Regions from separate parts of the Mus musculus genome. Here regions 1, 3 and 4 are each linked to region 2. Evidence: chromatin contacts called from public Hi-C and HiChIP or PLAC-seq data. All regions are on one chromosome and are shown on one strand. Each heading gives the region's core, a stretch centred on a gene start, on an enhancer-like site or on the middle of the called end of the contact. The rest is flanking DNA. Distances are from core to core; before and after follow the strand shown.

Region 1 (2,859 bases), core at 269-2,768, 600 kb after region 2:
CAGGGGTAGATAGTTTTGGGTATAGAACTAGGGCTATATTGAGATGCACTATGCTTTACACTTTAAGACAAGTTCATACTTGTAGGATCCAGTTAGAAGAAAAGCAAGCCAGGGACAGGAGTCTGACTCTGTGTTACAACAGAATTCCACTGCTCTTAGGTCATGTCCCTGGGAATAGGATTAGGAGAATAGCTAAAGGGAGATTTAGGAACTGGAGTTAGTAGTGCCCTGTGATTGAAGATTGTTGAGGTTTGGGGGGAGCAGAGTTCAGAGAAAAGTTAAACCCCACTACTATTCAGTCTTGAACATTTGAGTGGAAGATAGAGCCCTTCATTGAGATGAAAAACACAAGGGGTAACAAAGGTTAGGAGGAAGACAACTATCAATCTGAGACATGCAGAAGTAAAGGGATGTATAAACTAAGTCAGGAGAATGTTGAATATGCAAATTTCAAACCCAAGTAGGAACTGGAGATACCATGTTGATGTTGCTCCTGCGGAGGACCTGGGTTAAGTTGCCAGTATCCACCCTGTTGGTTCAGTTCCAGAACATCTAGGGTCCTCTTCTGGCCTTCACAGAAATCTTAATACATGTGTGTATATACCCACACAGACAAACACGAACAAGTGTAAACACATATAAATAATTCAAATTTAAAAATCTAAAGAGTTAACCCAAGTGTACATTGTAATGTGAGGCTAAAACTGTGAATTATTAAAATTTAGAGAATAAATTAAAATCATAAGGGCAGATGGCATTTCCTAGAAAGGGGAAGAAGCAAGGAATGAGTTAAAAAAGGAAGGAAATAAGGAAGGGAGGGAAGCAAGGAAGGAAGGGAGGTACCCAGAAAAAGAAAGCCAGAAGGTTGCTGATATTTAAAAGAAGAATGGGACCCAACTAGTCTCAAAGGGAAATCAAGAAAGAACACTGCACACGATCAGGAGCGAAACCAGTAAAGTTTTATGCAAAAGAAATAAAGGGCGTGATTTAATCAAGGTCAAGTGTTTCAGAAAATTAAGAATGCCTAGCAGATAAGTACTGGAATAGAGTCAGAGCCGGGACCAACTTAATATTGTCCTTCACAAAAGCATTTATGATAGAGGGTAACAGCAGAAGCCAAGACCGGAGAGGGGGCCAGACAGTGCAGAGAGTTTGTGCTGAATGCCTTAGAGGGGTTTGATAGGTCTCTCTCTTTCCTCCTCCTCCTCCTCCTCCTCCTCCTCCTCCTCCTCCTCCTCCTCCTCCTCCTCCTCCTCTTCCCCCTCCTCTGCCTCCTCCTCCTCTTCTCCTTTTTCTTCTCTTCTCCCTCCCCTTGCATTCTCACTATGAGAGACCTTATTATGCTTAAACGCCAACTGTGGGGGGGGGGGGCGATGCTATTTTCATTTTAATAACCATGAAAATTTGGTTTCTCCAGCAGATGAGTTCATAAGTTTTGTCTCTTTAGAAAGAGAAATCCACTGTCCCATTGTGTTCTCTTTTTCTACGTAGTTTCCAAGAAGCTTAGAATCAAATTCGGTTCCCCTAGATGGCTGGGAGTATTTATGGCCACTTCCTTCTCCGGCTTTCTGTTCTGTTTTATACCTACATATCTTAGGTTAAAGTAATTATCATGAGAACTTTACAAGAAATTTCTTCTTGGTATTCCCAGTGTCTGTCCTCCGTTCAACGGTGTGACAGACCAACAACATGGCTGCTGCTCCAGACTGCTTGAGGCATTAGCTGAGAGGGCCAGGCCTGGCTTTCCAGAACTGTACAGCGTGATAAGCCATTCCCTCCTCGTGGTGATTTTGGCAATGTAAATGAGAAGGAAACTACTTTGTTGTTTTAGCCTTTCTTATTTTGGATCCCAGTGGGGCAGCTGAACCTAGGCCTTGCCTTACAGAGTCACCAAGGAATGGCAAACAGAACATAGCACTATCACCAAGCAAAACTGCTGTATGTCACAAGGCAGAGTAAGCAAGTGAGTTAGGCATAACCCCATCCTCGGGAAACTCAACAGGGGACAGAAAATGTCAGGCACACGCATTTCAGTCATGCTAGCCGAATGGTCACAATACTCTGAGGCAAGAGGATGGCCAGTTTGACGGCCTAAGGAGCGTCATTACCAATAAGTAACCTTTGAGTTCAGCTTCCAAAGTCAGAACTTTTTGATTCGTAGAAATGAATAAGAAAAGGGCTGAGGGTCTAACTCAATGACATGGCTCTTGCTTTGCCCTCAGGGTCCTGGGTTCAATCTCCAGCACCACTGGGAACAAAGGGAAAGCACCAAGGCACCTTAGGCAGAAGGAAGGCCACCTTCCCTTCGGATTTTAGATTCCAGTCATCCTGGAAGTGTGGTCCCCCAGAGGGCTTCCAGGTTGTGCTCAGACCCCCAAAACAGAACAATGAGCATTGTGAAGTTATGACGAAAAATGTTTGCAGTATATAGGAGAATCAAATGCTTTCCAAGCCTCTGGTCCCCGCATTTATGAAGAGGCCTTGACCTGTTAATTCCGAAGCATTTGTTAGATTGATTAGCAAGTGCTCTCCTCAGTGCCGACTCATGGGCTTATTTTGAATTACTCAAAGTGCAAGTAGACACTGAAACAGCGTTTTTCTAAAGAATCACCCAGCATGATGACACCTTCCTCCCCCACCCCCGCCAATGCGAACAGAGCTTTTCTCCAATTAGCACTCCTTAAAGAAAGGACTGCAGTCTTACACTAGGCTTTTATTGTTAGTACCCGGTAAAGCAGTGAGCTCTGGACAAACCCCCAGGCTGCTGCATAGAAGAGTTGGATTTGTTGTTGTTTTATTTGTTCATTTAAAAAAGCCATAGTTGCCCTATTGCATGGTCCAGGTGGAGTGCAGTGTGCC
Region 2 (2,963 bases), core at 178-2,677:
AACAAAGGTTTCTAAGCTAGAAGAAGACACAGGGAGGAAGGAATGGGATGTCTAAGTTGTTGTTTTCATGGACAGAATGAAGAAAGGATTGGCACTAATGCCCAAAGGTCAGGCAAGACCATTAAATGGTGACAGTACTTAACATTACTGCGGGTAAGAACAGCAGTCAGCAGTACCAGATAAATGTCTGACTTTAATGAGAGCATGAATTGATATCTAGGGAATATGATAGCATAATTCTTACTTAATGTTTTGTCAGCAATCATATAAAAATATGAGATGTATGTAACTGAAACAGCATATTTACATCTGGTTTCCTATATAAAGAAAGCTGACAGGAACTCCTAGACTGTATGGCTCTTCTTTATCCATCATAAAAGACTGGAAGAAAATCCTAGAAGGAAATGCTATGTGGCTACTTTATAAGTAGCAGAAAGATCATTTATTTATGATAACATTTAGTAAGTGCTTACTAAGTACCAGGCACTATTAAAAGAGTTTTTAAATATAATACCTAGCCTTCAAAATAAGCAGGAACTGTTCCTCTACCCTTTCCTACACCAGAGATCCAGAGAAGTTCACTCACTGGTCAAATAACCACATAGTTAGCATTTCTCAAACAGTGAACAGCTACTATTTATCCCATACTGTACCAGGAAAATAGAAAGGCAGTGAAGAGTAATGTCAAAAGGAAGACATTTATAATTCAGAAAAAATTCACAGTCAGATACCTAAAAAATCAGCTAAGGAAGAATATAAATTATAAGGCAAAGTGGAAAATACAAATCCTACAGAAAACACATGGTTAAACTCCATTTCTGTTTTTAAAAGAATGAATTTCTAGACAAAATTGGGGTTGAACAACGTATGGAATTAAAATGACTAAGCTTACTCTACGCAGCCTTGATCCACATCAGCTGAGGCTAGACATCCTTAGGATGAGCTCACAGTCTGAAGTCCTTGGACATGACAGGTAACTGTGTAATAGCAGTCACAGTCATGGGAATGGAAGCTTCCTTAGAGCAGGTCCCAAGTTCATGAGGAGAACTGAGCAAAACCTCAGAGACGCCAAGACACATGGAGAGAATTAATGTGTGGATGGCCCCATCCAGTCATTGCCGAGTGAGCAGAGGGGTGACAGTGGGACTCTAAGCTGGCACACACCTCATGTGCACTGAAATTCTGACCCCCAGACAGTAACTGCTGAAGCCCCTGCCCTGAGCTGTAACTGTGCAAGGATGTGTTCCTGGAATGTTTGCTCAACATCAGCAGGTCAGAGAACTCCTACCAGAGACCATATCACTGATCTAGCGTGGCAAGGATTTCACGAACACTGAGAAGCAAAACCTGAACTTTTGTACAATCCCCACCATCACAGGAAGCACACAGTCGACCACAAATACTGTATTTTCTAGAACTTTCTTAAGAACTATAAAGTAACCCATTTGCAGAAGTTGTTGATTTTGTGCATGGGGACTGCACTGTTTGTGAGATTGAGGAAGCAAACGAAGGCTGATTTCCTGGGGTGAGTCACGGCCGTAACCCCCTTTTACTGTATTAATAGAACGGGGGGGGGGGGGGAATTTTCCAGGAAACATGTATTACCACAAAGACCAAAATAGAAAAAGGTGGCGGGTGACTTAATCACTAAACAGAGAAGAGTAGTCCCCTATCTTTATCAGAACAAGAAAACAATAAATCAAACCAACACATTTTGAAATGTGTTAACATCTTCACAGTTCCAGAGCTCTGTTTTAATATCACACAAGATTTTGTATTAGCAGAAATTCCATGAAAACTCTAGGCTGATTACAGATGAACAAAATTTCTGAAGAATTAAGTAGACTCTCTTGAAATAGTCAAACATCCACTTGTTCCTTTGAGCCTGAAATTAACAATGTATACCAACTGTGTGCCAGACTCCTGTCTTCAAGAACCAAATAGCTGATGAGAAAGTCACAGCCCTAATGAAGTCCAGTCTCTGCTGCCTGCCATAGCAACTCTTTTCATCCTGCTTCTGGAGGATTCCACAATGACAGCTCAAACACTAGTTCTGATCTCAGCCTCAGGATCAGAACTGTGTTGACTCTCATGAACATGGACACCTACAAGACTCCACTCTGGCTCCTGTCTTTCCTTGCCTCATATCGGGAAGAAAGCACTGTGGCCATGACAAGGGTAGATCAGCATCAAGTGAAAGACACTAACAAAACAATTTCTTAAAATTAACGTGACAACTGAGAGAGGAGGATCAGGAATGATATCTAGAACATGGTTAATACTAAAAAATCTTTACTATAGGTCATGTTACTATTATTAAAACAGTGATGACAAGAAGGAGAGGCTCAGTTTGTCACAGGGACAGAAGCAACTGTAAGGACATGCGTTCAGCTACCCTTTGTCTATGTCCTCACTTAGGATCCATCACATATCACAATGAAACTATGTGAGACACAAGAACACAAGTAGTGTGGTTTTCCTTTGGTTTATTTATGCAGGGTAGGATTTGAACCCACCACCTTAACAGTTGTTTGGCAAACCTTCTACTACTGAGCTATACACTCCCAGCCCCACACAGGATAATATACCAGGAACTGTCAGTAGACTACACCTGAACTCATGTGTCCATTGTTCAAGATCAGTGGGTATGGCTAGGAGAAAAATCTGTGCAACCATCTCTACCTCCTCCAGTACATAAAACCCTCTTATCTAATCAGTTCTAAATATCCTTCCAGAGCTGCCCGGGTTCAGTTCAGGGAAGCAGGCAGTAAATATCTGAATCCTCCAGCACGTTTCCCCATACAGTTATATCTATGAAGACCTTGACTGTAGGGACTATAGGAAAGACACATGACCAGTAACAAGGCAATGGGAATTCAAATTATTTTGTCACTTCGAATACTTTAATAAGCCACTGCTAGAAATGTTGGGCTAGATTCTTATACTATCACATTTAATGAAAA
Region 3 (2,964 bases), core at 357-2,856, 550 kb after region 2:
TCCTGGTCCAGTGGCCCAGCAGGCCTGAGGCGGGGCTTGTGTCCGAGGCCTCAGGGTGAATGAGGCTGAGTAGATTGTTTGGTGTGTCAACTGCTAAAATACCCTCTCCAGCCACGGCATTTTGGGTTTCTCCCACACTTGAATGCCTTGGGAGGTGAGTCTGGGCAGAGCTCATTTGTTCCACAGTACTTGGCTCTGGTACAATGCCTGATGCCTGGTCAGAAAGCATTTTATAGACAGCTGTTAACCATCTTTATTTCAGAAGTGTGGTGAGAAGAGAATTAAGAAACAGGTGTGGGACTGGCCACCAAGAGAGCAAGTGGGGAAGGTGCCCAGCTCCAGAGCAGAGGGGGCCTGAGCCCACACTGTGATTCCCAACCATGGGGAACAATGGCACCCACTGGGAAGAGCCCCCAACCCGGAATGTCTTAGGAGTCTGCCTTCTCTTATGAAGTCTCACCATCTCAAGGCCCAAGCTGCTATAGAGGTCAGAGTCATGCTCCGGAGAACCCACAGGACCAATGTTTCCCTTTGACCTCATTGAGAACTAGTAAATGCAATAAGTCCTTGTGGACTCTTAAGGAATTCTGTCTGGACTCTGAAGAAAATAGAGTAGAGGTCACAGCCAAATCTGCCCGCGTGTCGAGAGGCTGGATTCCAGAAACGAGGGAAACAGAATATTGTTTGTGAGAATTGCAAGCATCTGGAGAGTCAGAGGCATGAGGCAATGATGGCACAACCAGGGGATAGCATTTTCTTGAAAAGGCCTTGAATTTTCATGGGTGAGAGAGCAGAATGTTGTGCTGAAATGACAAGTCTCTACTCAAAACCCCTAAGCCACTCTAGACTTGCTGTGTGACACTGGAAACCAACCTCTCTCCATCTTGTTTTCCTTACAAGGCTAAGAATGTATGGCCAGGCTTGACAGAGGGCACCGATGAGATACTGCACGTGAAACTCCTATAGCTGGCAACGTTAGATAAAGGAGAAGTGCCAATATAAACAGCCCTATCCACTGTGCTTTCTCACGTGCCTAGGCAAGGGGCTTGTGCTGGCATGGCTAACATTCTCTACTTTCAGAGAGCAAGACACAAAGAGATGGAATAGCCACGGATATCATTCAATATCACCTGGACCAAGAAGTAGAGTGTCCCTTGGGAGAAAGACCTCGGTGCCTACCCATGGCATTGCACTTCCTCTTCTGAGAATGGCACCATTACAGAACTATCCAGGGTGGGGCCCCAGACCACAGAGACTTCCTTCTGCCTGTCTGCTAGAGGGACATCTGCTGGGATGGTTAGGAAGGTAGCCACTGTCACAAGCTCCAGGGCCCAGAACTGCCCTTCTGCTTCTCCACCCTGCCTCTTTCTGCTCTTGGTATGATCTCTGCTTTGGGGTAAAAGAGTGGGTGCCTGGCTGCTGGGGGTGGGGTGGGGTGGGCATCAGGGAATGGGTGTTTGTCTTTCTTTGGTTCTGTGCTCTTTGGATTTCATCTATCATACAGATAATTACCCAAACCATTTGAGTTCTGCTTCTGCAACAGGGTGTCCCCACTGCGAGGTCCTCTAACCACGGAGTTCCCCACACCCACTCTATCCCCTAAAGCTCATCCTCACCATCATCATGACTCCATAAAATGACAGGAGAAGAGATGTGAAGTGAATCATCATGGCATTGGAGGAGGGGCAGAGAGAGAGAGAGAGAGAGAGAGAGAGAGAGTGTGTGTGTGTGTGTGTGTCTGTGGGTCCAGATGAGTGCTTCTTAAACAGCCTCTTGACTTTTTCATATGATTTGCTGAGCCCCATTGAAAGGGATAGAAAATTCAGGGTGGAGGCATATTGGCCCCAAAGGCAGCCAATGTGAAAATGAATTGAGGCTGCAACCAGCCTCTTAGAACACAGGACAGCTTTTCTTCACATCCCCAGGATGGGACACTGGGTAAGGGGATTACACTGTCACACCCCTGAACCTCAGCCTCCCTCCTCACCAGGCCTCTTTGGACCTCAGCCTCACCCTCCCTGAGGCCTCTGACATAAACCCTGCCTTGGGCCTGCTAGGCCCTGGATCAGAATGCCAACATAGGATGTCTTCTCAAAGGATCCACCACTAGAGCACATGTCCAGGGACACCCCAGGGTCCTAAACTGTGGATGTTCTTGAGGTCTTAGAGGACAAGGACTTTGCTGGGTAGAACATATAAATGGAATGAGTGAGGGTGAGTATCTGCTCCTTCATCAGCAAAAGGACTAAGACATCAATAGAAGAAATATAGACCATTGCAACTACAAACAAAAGGAAAGGACTTTAAAAGTCCCTGTGTATAGATAGCCCTGTGGTTCTCAAACTTGACCGTGCCTCAGAACATGAGGACCAGATAGAATAGGTGATTGCTTGGGCCCCCTCTGAAGTTGCTGATTCCGACTGTCAATCCACTTCTATATTTCTGTTGCTCTGGTATGGAATTCCATTGCTGCTGCTCTGCGGACCATGTTGAAGAGTGACTGGTTCATTTTTTTGGTTTGGTTTGGTTTTTTTAAAGCCTAATTCATTTCATCCATGGCCCAAGGTGCCCCGACAGGTGAGAGGTAAACAAATAAAAATCACACTTTCTCATTGCCTCTCCTCCCTCACCCCTACTTGCTCATTGGGTTCAACCCTCCTGTACTGCAACACAACCCGAGCAAAGAAAGCTATCCCCACCCAGGCTCGCTAATGGCTTTATCCACTCCTACAGGGTGACATGCATGACTTAGAGCTGGCACTCAGCCATCCTGTACTGACCATGGAAGAGGTAGCCTACCCTTAGGATTTCAGTGTGCGTCTATAGATCTCCCTGATCCATACTTTCACTCTAATTTCATTGTTTTAGCTCATTGTCCAACGTACTCTGGTTGACACCTTTGAAGTGCTGGCTGGTTGGTGAAAGATTTCTTCTTACATTCAGGGGCTTCACTCTGACAGAAAA
Region 4 (2,757 bases), core at 150-2,649, 640 kb after region 2:
TCATCCAGGGATGAGTAGGAGGGCAAAAACCCCGACCAACATTTAAATAAGGAAACTGCAGCTATGAACACATAACCCAGGGCCCACCGTGAAAGGAGTCTGCCCTGTATTCACCTTTTAAAATAAAGGAAGAAAGAAGGGAAAGAAAGATTCCGCTCCTCTCCTCCCCTCAGCTCTGCTCCAAAGCCTAGAGGACCCGGCTGCGAGCAGTGCGCCTAGTGTAGCACAGCCTGTACTCAATACGCGCAGTATCTGTGATCCTGGCAGCCAGGCCTTTAGAATTCCCTCAGGCTGATCCCTTCAACACATACTGAAGAGATTTTTTTTCCTTTCTCCCGACGACCTTGAAACGAACCCAGTGGGGGTTTAAAAAAAAGGGTGGGGGGAATGTTCAAGACCTTAAGAAAATAGCAAAATACAAACATGTATTTGGCTTCACAGAATGTTGTAACAGGCAAACATTACACGTACCCACACACACATTTCTAGCATCAAGAAATTTCCTGAGAGTCAACAGTAACAGAGTAAACCCACCACTCGCTGTCCTGGAAAGAAACAAACCAAACCAATCCAAATCCTTTTACATCTCTTTCAAGTGCAGGAAAGCTTCAGCAAAAGTCCAAGAGGAAAAGGAAATTGTACCAAGGGCGGCTGGGGGGCGGGCGGGGGGGGCGGGCGGGGAGCGGTGGTGGTGTTGGAGGTTGGGGCTGTCATATGTGGCCAAAAATGTAAGCTTCTGTCAATGGTATTAGGTTGAAATATTGCACCTTTAGAGAGAGAGAGAGATAGAGAGAGAGAGAGAGAGAAAGCGAGAACGCAGGGAGACAATAAAACCAACGAATGACAGTCCCGACGATTTACATAACACCACAAACTTGCAAAAGGCAAAAATCAGAAGCGGAAAAAAAACCCCACCTAAATCATTAAAATACAACAGGAGCATCCCAAGCCACCATCCCCAAAGGACCCCCCCCCCGCCCCAACATAATTGTCCCAAATAAAAAGAAAACAAATGAACCCACCGAAAACTGCTTGGCAAATATTTTTCTCGTGGTGCCTAATACTCTAGCTGGAAGGAGCTGTGGTATTTATTGTTTTCTCCCTCCCTCGTCTCTCTAAACCTGCCTCTAACACACTTGTTCTAACGGCTCAACTCTCTCGCTCCCTTTTGTGTATTTAGCTCGAGGAGCCGAGTTTATGGGTAGGAGAGGAAGAATTAGCCCCAGACCCCGGGAAAGCAAAGCGCACTCTCCCTCTTATGTCACCGAATAGCAAATTAGTTCTCAGAATTCCAGAGGCCGAGCTTTGCTACAGCGAAGACGCCGACGTCACGGAGCCCACGTGACGGCGGCGGAGCGGGCGGTTCCATCGGTGGCCCGGGGCAGGGAGGGTCGCCTTGTAGCCGCGCGCGCCCGCCTCGGGACCCCCGGTGTTCCGGGCGGCGGTGCTGCGGGAACCACGATCCGCACTATAGGGCGGCGAGCGGCGCGGCCCCGAGGCATTCTGCCGGCCGGGAGGGCGCTGCGGAGCGCGCCGCTGCCACCGAGTCCTCCCCTGCTGCGGAGCAATGGTAAAGCCCGCAGCTCAAATTCCGAGAATTGAGCTCTGTTGATTCTTAGAACTGGGGTTCTTAGAAGTGGTGATGCAAGAAGTTTCTAGGAAAGGCCGGACACCAGGTGATTATTGCTGTTGCTGCCGCCGCCGCTGCCGCTGCCGCCGCCGCCGCTGTTGCCGCTGGTGCCGCTGCCGCCGCCGCTGCTCATGATCATTATTTTACCTTTTAATTCTTTTTTTTTCCGCTTTTGCCAAATGCTTTGGCTCCAAGTTTCCTATGTGTATCTATTGATATAAATGTATCTATTTATTGATTCTAGCTGTCAGGTGTTAAAATAAATGCCGAAGATCAGCCCCACGTCTCTCCCACTGTAGGATCTAGCTTTTCGCATACGTATTCTTCTTCTTCTTCTTCTTCTTCTTCTTCTTCTTCTTTTTTTTTTTTTTTTTTTTTTTTTTTTGCTGTCTTGGAGCGCCTCGGCCGCCTCGGGGAGGCTGTGCCGCCCTGCCCGGTGTTGTTTCGGTGTTTGGAGACGCAGGGGCGCGGGGCGGCGGGCGCTGGGTTGCGCGGCCTGGGAGGGCGGACCGCGGCGGCCCCGCCGGCTTCGCGCGGCTTGGCTTGCTTTCTCTGCTCGCTTGCAAACTGCCTTCCCCGCCGCTGCCTCCCTCCCCGCTCAGTTCTCCCGGTGCCCGCGTTGGCGGCCGTCCACCGGCCCCGGCCCCGGCCCCGGCCCCGCACAGTCCCTGCCTTGCACCCGAGCCGGGAGTCAGCGGGGGGAATGCAAGCCAACTCCTCGGCTGGTTGTTTTATTTTCCCTTTTCTTTTTGGTCATAAAGCCAGATGAAGTATCGTGTCTGCAGTTTCCTTTGAGAGCCGTGATCTTCCCAAGGAGAGACAGTGTTTTGGGAAGGCTTCGCTTGCACGGGGGGCGGGGACGTTGAATACTTTGAAAATTACTCTTTCTTGGTTGGAGTCGAGGCAGTCGGGAACCCGGGTGCGCTCGGTCTGCCCAGCCCGAGGAAGGAGGCTTGAAGGCGGGACAGGGATTTTGGGGGAGGGTGGGAGAGGGGTGCGCGGTTTTTTTGTTTTTTGTTTTTTGTTTTTTTTGCACCTGCGGCGCTTTCAGCGTGCGGGACCCGGGGGGGTCTTGGCCAGCCAGCCCGGAGCTCCGGAGAGGTGGCGGGATTTCTGGCGGCCGCGGT

The links. A called contact is a pair of places that touch in the nucleus more often than the background predicts. HiChIP or PLAC-seq counts read pairs in DNA pulled down with a chosen protein or histone mark.
Region 1: a Hi-C map of bone marrow-derived macrophages shows a contact between it and region 2, with 18 read pairs. The contact joins two enhancer-like sites. A contact is called at or near these places in 1 of 484 Hi-C or Micro-C datasets (bone marrow-derived macrophages) and 2 of 115 datasets of contacts at active chromatin or transcription factors (bone marrow-derived macrophages and microglia).
Region 3: a contact with region 2 is called in an H3K27ac HiChIP or PLAC-seq map of microglia, with 8 times the contacts expected there. The contact joins two enhancer-like sites. A contact is called at or near these places in 1 of 15 datasets of contacts at CTCF or cohesin (large pre-B cells), 1 of 484 Hi-C or Micro-C datasets (liver) and 3 of 115 datasets of contacts at active chromatin or transcription factors (bone marrow-derived macrophages, large pre-B cells and microglia).
Region 4: a Foxp3 HiChIP or PLAC-seq map of regulatory T cells shows a contact between it and region 2, with 10 times the contacts expected there. The contact joins the promoter of Bcl6 here to the enhancer-like site in region 2. A contact is called at or near these places in 17 of 39 promoter capture datasets (the 3T3-L1 cell line, the C10 cell line, the HPC-7 cell line and 12 more), 2 of 15 datasets of contacts at CTCF or cohesin (large pre-B cells and pro-B cells), 58 of 484 Hi-C or Micro-C datasets (the 63-12 cell line, the AML12 cell line, B cells and 36 more), 51 of 115 datasets of contacts at active chromatin or transcription factors (the 230-238 cell line, DN3 thymocytes, the HPC-7 cell line and 39 more) and 5 of 9 other capture datasets (adipose tissue, embryonic stem cells, liver and 2 more).

What each region holds. Positions count from the first base shown.
Region 1 is chr16:24,026,315-24,029,173 of GRCm38.p6, reverse strand. No RefSeq gene overlaps it. Among named protein-coding and RNA genes, the nearest start is that of Bcl6, 39 kb to the right of the region's middle. Within about 2 kb of position 1,518, at least 15 of the 459 cell types and tissues checked have an H3K27ac peak or open chromatin away from gene starts, as enhancers often do. A contact at or near this core is called in bone marrow-derived macrophages and microglia, where this site is marked.
Region 2 is chr16:24,627,980-24,630,942 of GRCm38.p6, reverse strand. All of the region lies in intron 5 of Lpp (LIM domain containing preferred translocation partner in lipoma), which reads right to left. Among named protein-coding and RNA genes, the nearest start is that of Mir28a, 200 kb to the left of the region's middle. Within about 2 kb of position 1,427, at least 111 of the 459 cell types and tissues checked have an H3K27ac peak or open chromatin away from gene starts, as enhancers often do. A contact at or near this core is called in the 230-238 cell line, the 63-12 cell line, B cells and 25 more, where this site is marked.
Region 3 is chr16:24,074,938-24,077,901 of GRCm38.p6, reverse strand. It overlaps Gm46545 (predicted gene, 46545), which reads left to right. Exons shown (of 2, transcript NR_155457.1): 2 at 263-1,427. Among named protein-coding and RNA genes, the nearest start is that of Gm46545, 6.3 kb to the left of the region's middle. Within about 2 kb of position 1,606, at least 31 of the 459 cell types and tissues checked have an H3K27ac peak or open chromatin away from gene starts, as enhancers often do. A contact at or near this core is called in bone marrow-derived macrophages, where this site is marked.
Region 4 is chr16:23,987,494-23,990,250 of GRCm38.p6, reverse strand. Bcl6 (B cell leukemia/lymphoma 6) reads left to right here and starts at 1,399. Exons shown (of 10, transcript NM_009744.4): 1 at 1,399-1,676. Gm31527 (a long non-coding RNA gene) reads right to left here and starts at 1,984. Exons shown (of 2, transcript XR_384770.3): 1 at 1,023-1,984.